Linked DNA regions of Sus scrofa: region 1 is linked to region 2. Evidence: chromatin contacts called from public Hi-C data. All regions are on one chromosome and are shown on one strand. Each heading gives the region's core, a stretch centred on a gene start, on an enhancer-like site or on the middle of the called end of the contact. The rest is flanking DNA. Distances are from core to core; before and after follow the strand shown.

Region 1 (2,700 bases), core at 101-2,600, 67 kb after region 2:
CCAGAGATGGGCGGAAGGAGCTTGTGAGGGTGAGGGGCAGAGGTGACCTGCCAGGGACAGACAGAAGATGGCTGGAACTAGAAGCTGTGAGATTCTGGAGGTGGAAGGGATGCTGGAAAGATGACTTCCATCCCCAGAAGGTGCCAAGTCCAACCCTTCAAAGTCAGAGACTGTGGCCATGGGGTCTAAGAGAGCCCCATGGGTGTTCTCCCACCTGGCAGTGGTTTGGAGACCTGGGGACCACACACTACTGCTCTCAGCTGCACGAGCTGCCTGCCCAGACTTGAGTCTGTGAGCAGTAGTTCATGAGCAATCCTCGATGAGCTCAGGACTGTCACAGCCCTGCTGGGGAGCTGGGATGCAGGGTCTCCCTCTGGAAGCTTCTGCCCAGTGTGTTCTTCAAACCCTTGGTCTCTGAATCTCAGCTCAAATGTTTCACAAAAACACCTGAGAGGCTTCTGGAAAATGTACATTCCTGGCTAGAAGGTCTCTCTGAGGGGACTGGTGTAGAACCCAGAAATCTGGATTTGTAACAGTTGTCCCAGGCGGTTCTGCTACAGGTGGTTGGAGGACTCTCTTCAGGGAACCAGCCTTTTTCTCAGACTTTCATGTGCATATCGGTCACCTGGGGATCTTGTTCAACCCCCAGGTTCTGGTTCAGTGGTCTGGGGCGGAGCCTAAATTCTGGGTCTCTGACAAGCTCTCCAGTGATGCTGGCGATGCTAATCCTAGGACCACACTTGGAGGCACAGGTGCTCAGTGGTTCAGCCGGGAACGGGCTAGAACCGCAGATGCTTGGGTCCCACTCAGACCTTCTGAATCTGAAACTCCGGATGCGGGGCCCAGCCATCTGCATGTTAGCAACCCTCCCCGCCCAGGGATTCAGAGGTGCCCTTGACGTTTGAGCATCGCTGCTCAGTGGTGAAGCTTAAAGACAAGGGCTGGAGCGGGGGCGGCGGCGGGCAGTGTAGGGAGAGTGGTGAGCAAAGTCCGTCTGTTCCTTCTTTTCCCGGTTTACTTCTCCTTCCGAAGCGAAACGGAGACCCCTGTGAATTCGGGTGGGAGGAGCCTCTTCCTCAAGCGGGAGGATTTCCCCGGTGGCCCGTGTCCCCAGCACACCGCCCAGCTGGTGGTGAGGGCCCACGGCAAACAGCCGGGGGACTGAGGGGTCCCGGAGTCCATGGGAGTCAGTCCAGGTGGAAGCTGGTCCCAGAGGAGAAGTCAGGACAGGAAGGATCAGGCAGGTCCCGGGCCCGGGAGCGGGGAGCCGGAACAGTCCACGGTGGTGGCAGGGCCGGTGTCTGTGGCCTGTGTGAGCAGGTGGGGTGGATATGTCAGCCAAGTCCCATAGGGGGCGTCTGGGCCAAGCGGTGAACTTGGCCATTCGCAAGCTCGGGAGCAGGAAGCGGGCCAGCAGGGCGGGGCCACCCCCCCACCCGCCTTCTCTCCCCAGGTTTCTCCCTGCGCAGAGGGAGTCCCTGTGGGTGCCAAATAGGCAGCAGAAACGTTCCCAGCTCCGGGATGCTGAAGGGAGGGTGGGGGGTGGAGAGGGTGGGCTTGGAAGGCGGGAGCCTGCAGACCCTCGAGGACCTCTCGGCCCCCGCAGGCCGGAAGGAAAATGCTTCTGTCCCCAGGCCCTGGGTCACTCAGGCAGAACCTCCTTGGCGGGCAGTCTCCCCTTTGCCCTGTGTTCCCAGGGAACAGGCCCCTGGGGGAAATGACCCGTGACTTGTTTTTCCCCAGAGGTCTGGCACAGTCTCGGGCTCAGCCCTGAGGGTCTGATCCTGACCACGACCAGGTCAAAGCAACACTTGGCTCAGGCATTTGAGGCGCGGAGCCCTCTCCACATTTCTGGTGTGCACACAGTTGGCCTCCATCAGATTAGTTTCACAGTGACTTTTAAAATTATAATTTAGACTAGGTGATTCTGTGCTAAGTTGCTTATGTACCACAGTCAGCTGCCCACCCCTTAAAAATAGATAAACATTAGTGTGAAATCTAGGAGGTCAGTTTAAAATGCTGGCATTGGAGTTCTCGTTGTGGCTCAGTGGGTTAAGAACCTCAAGAGTTCCTGTTGTGGCACAGCGGAAATGAATCCGACTAGTATCCATGAGGATGTGGGTTCAATTCCTGGCCTCACTCAGTGGGTTAAGGATCCGGTGTTGCCATGAGCTGTGGTGTAGGTCGTAGACATGGCTCAGATCCTTCGTTGCTGTGGTTGTGGTGTAGGCCGGCAGCTGTAGCTCAGATTTGACCCCTAGCCTGGGAACTTTCATATGCTACAAGTTTGGCACTAAAAAGCAAATAATAATAGTAATCATAGTAAAATAAAATGCCTGCATTATCAAATAGGCAGTGCTCAAGTTGGCCGAACCCAAGTCCTGGCAGCTGGGTGTTCCTGCTTAATTGTGCCACCTCAGGTGCGGGTGCCAGCCCTTGGCCTGAGAGATCAGAGGCTGTGTGTGTGTGGGGGGGGGGGGGAGCCACACCTCTGGGGAGGCAGGGCTGCGAGGCTGGGCCACCCTCCGCACCCCCAGTCTGGTGCAGGCTCTCTCTCTAGGAGAGCTTTGTCCAGAGCAATTCGTGAGAAAGTGGCCTCCTTCGCGCAGAGGAGGAATAAGCTTTCCTGGCGGTGCTTGGGATGTTCTTCTCGTCATCGTCTTCCGTTTTAGCCAAATCCCAAGTTCCTGCGCTGCCATC
Region 2 (2,700 bases), core at 100-2,599:
TGATCTCAGCTCAGGCCAGTGCTCAGGACTCCCCATGCAGAGGGCTCCAGCCAAGCTGCCCCAGGGCCCATGGCTTATGGTTAACGCCTGAGTGGGAACCTCTGCCTCCTCTTAGCTCAGATCCCGGATCACCGGAGTGTCCCCACCCTGAGGGTGTGATGGAGAGCTGAGCCAGAGGGCAGGGTGTAACCGATTCTCCCCTAGAGCCTGCAGGCTACTGATGCTTGATTTTAGCCCCTTGTGACCCATTTTAGAATTCTGACTTGCAGGACTGTGAAATAATACATATTTATTGTTTTATGCAACTACGTTTGTGGTAATTTGATACAGCAGCTGGAGGAAATGAGTACACCAATATATACCTAATTTCCAACATATACCACATAGAGATGTTCAGTTTAATTTATTGGATGGATAATGAATCCTTTATTTAACTCTCACCCCCCAAGGTAGGGTTCTTGACAGTGTTTTTCAGAATCCACTTGGCTTCACTGGAGTCGGCAGAAGCTTGGAGGGGGGGATGGGGAATGGCCCAAGCAAGGAACGCCCCAGGGGCTGCTCCTCTGTTAACTGCAAAGTGATCCAAGCTCCAGTCCACATCGCCCAGCGGAGCATCTGCCAGGCAGCCCTGCGAGAGCCGACTTGATGGCCTCGGCTCAGTCTTGCCCTGCACTGCGTTCCTACTCTCTCCCGCAAAGATCCAGGTCCAGGAGATTCCCGATGAGTTTGGAGAGCCGGGGCGCAGGGATTGCGGCCCCTGAACGTTGTTCTTGACAGTCTTCAAGGTCTCGGAATTAGCAGGGGTCTATGAGCAAGGCGTGGCGGGGAGCGGAGTCAGACGGGCTGTTGGCTCAGGAGGGAACAGCGTGCGGGGGGCTTGTCGAACAGGTGTACCTCCCGCTCTCTATGCGCTGGCGCGCAGCCCCGTGGCTGTTGTGCATAATTAGCTCCATAAGGGCCCTAGTGTCGGGGCACAGCTGCAGCTCTGCTTTGCACACAACCTAGGTGTCCTGAGAGAGGCCGATTCCCCAACACCAGGGCTGGGGCCACACAGGCCACAGCCTCACCCAGCTTTTGAGGCTGGAGGGGCTGTTGTGGCCTAGGGTGGGGTGCAGCTGGGAGGGTGGGGAGCTGGGAAGGGTTGGAGGGGGACACCCCCCACCCCACCGAGGGCTCTCAGGAGCGTGGGCCAGGCGCTCCTGGCTTAAGTAGAGCTTTTCAACGGGATAGCTGTGTCCCTGGACCTGGGCCAAGCAGGGAGGCTAATTGGACGCATACTTCCAAGAAGTTGCACAAACTAAGCAATTTGATTTTAAAACCTTGGAATAAGGCCTCTTGAGACCCACGTGTAAATCTGTGCAAATAAGCGCTTGAGCCACGTGGCCTGGCTGGGCTCCCTGACTCTGGACCTTGGCTGCTGCTGCCCTGCTGCCCCGCGTGTAGTTCTGTTTTTGGCTCTGCGATTCTGCGGCTGTTGTGTTAGCAAAATGTGGGCAGGGGTGGGCAGTGGAAGAAGGATTGTTCCGATTCAAACCGCCACCACAACAAAAATTCTTTGAGCAAGTTGGTCCGGGGTTCCTATTCACGTGAGGGTTTAGAGGCCTCGTAAACTCGCTTCGTGGAAGTGAGAAGTTAGATTTGTCAGAAACCAGCTCCTGAGATGGTGATTGAGGAGAAGACTCCTTGGTCTCTGGTGAGGCCCCTGTTGTGGCTGATGGGCCTCAGGCAAGGCTCCCCAGGCCTGGTTTCAGATCCGGGCTCCCTCCTCCTGCAAAGGTAAGAAGGCAGGTATGGACTGTTGCCGAAACTCAGCCTCTGCCCACAGGTGCCAAATAGAAATGCAGAGACAGTGTTGGGTGAAGGGAAAAAAAAAAAAAAAAACTGCTTTATTGCTTTGCCGGGCAAAGGGGGCCACAGCTGGCTAATGACTTAAAGACTGTGCCACCCTCGGAAGGGGTTAGGAGGTGGTTTTATAGTTTGGGGAGTGGAATAGGGATCAGGGCTGTAGATGAGGATCAGGGTAGAAGGAAGCTTGCATTGTCTTTCAAAGCAGGTGTTTAGTGGCCCCAGGGCTCATTCTGGCCCGTCTTCCTTCTTCCTTTGTTGGGGGTTTTAGTTCTGCAGAAAGGCTCAAAGATATTGTTATGTATATTCCTTGAGGAGGAACCAGGACCCTGCCCCAAGGCTGCACTCTTCCTCCCTGGTCTCTGCATCCCCTCCCTTCCCTGATGGGCAGCTGCCCCTTGGAAACTCAGGAAGGTCATGGAGGCTGAGGCTTATTCCCTCAAAACAAGAAATGGAGGACTCGGAAAGGCTGTGCACCCAGGAGCCCCACAGGCACTAGCTTGGTGACATTCTTGCTCAACCATTTCGTCTGTCTTCGGTCCCTCACTGTCTCCTCCTATCGCTGTCACCTCCCATACTCAAGGTCACTGGTGCTGGCAGCCTGGTGCACATCCTTCGTGGATTTCCTCATGGTCATGTCATCATATGCAAACAGGGATACGTTTTAAGGGTGCGTCTTGGTTTTGGTTTTAAACCATGCCTTTCTCACCCAATAACCGCTCAAGCGTAGATCCAGCCAGGGCTGCACCAGAGGCATGGACTGGCTGTCACTGCTTCTGCAGTCATTCTCTCCCTAGTGGCCATTAACCGTGTTTCCAGTTTTTTACCATCTCAAATAGCACTTGGCATCTAGTC

Evidence for each region. A called contact is a pair of places that touch in the nucleus more often than the background predicts.
Region 1: a Hi-C map of omental adipose tissue shows a contact between it and region 2, with 1.8 times the contacts expected there. The contact joins two enhancer-like sites. A contact is called at or near these places in 3 of 47 Hi-C or Micro-C datasets (heart right ventricle, liver and omental adipose tissue) and 1 of 2 datasets of contacts at active chromatin or transcription factors (alveolar macrophages).

Annotation. Positions count from the first base shown.
Region 1 is chr10:12,944,216-12,946,915 of Sscrofa11.1, forward strand. The region is part of intron 6 of CNIH3 (protein cornichon homolog 3); the gene reads left to right. Among named protein-coding and RNA genes, the nearest start is that of DNAH14, 100 kb to the right of the region's middle. Within about 2 kb of position 1,351, at least 12 of the 83 cell types and tissues checked have an H3K27ac peak or open chromatin away from gene starts, as enhancers often do. A contact at or near this core is called in omental adipose tissue, where this site is marked.
Region 2 is chr10:12,877,087-12,879,786 of Sscrofa11.1, forward strand. All of the region lies in intron 4 of CNIH3 (protein cornichon homolog 3), which reads left to right. Among named protein-coding and RNA genes, the nearest start is that of WDR26, 120 kb to the left of the region's middle. Within about 2 kb of position 1,350, at least 14 of the 83 cell types and tissues checked have an H3K27ac peak or open chromatin away from gene starts, as enhancers often do. A contact at or near this core is called in omental adipose tissue, where this site is marked.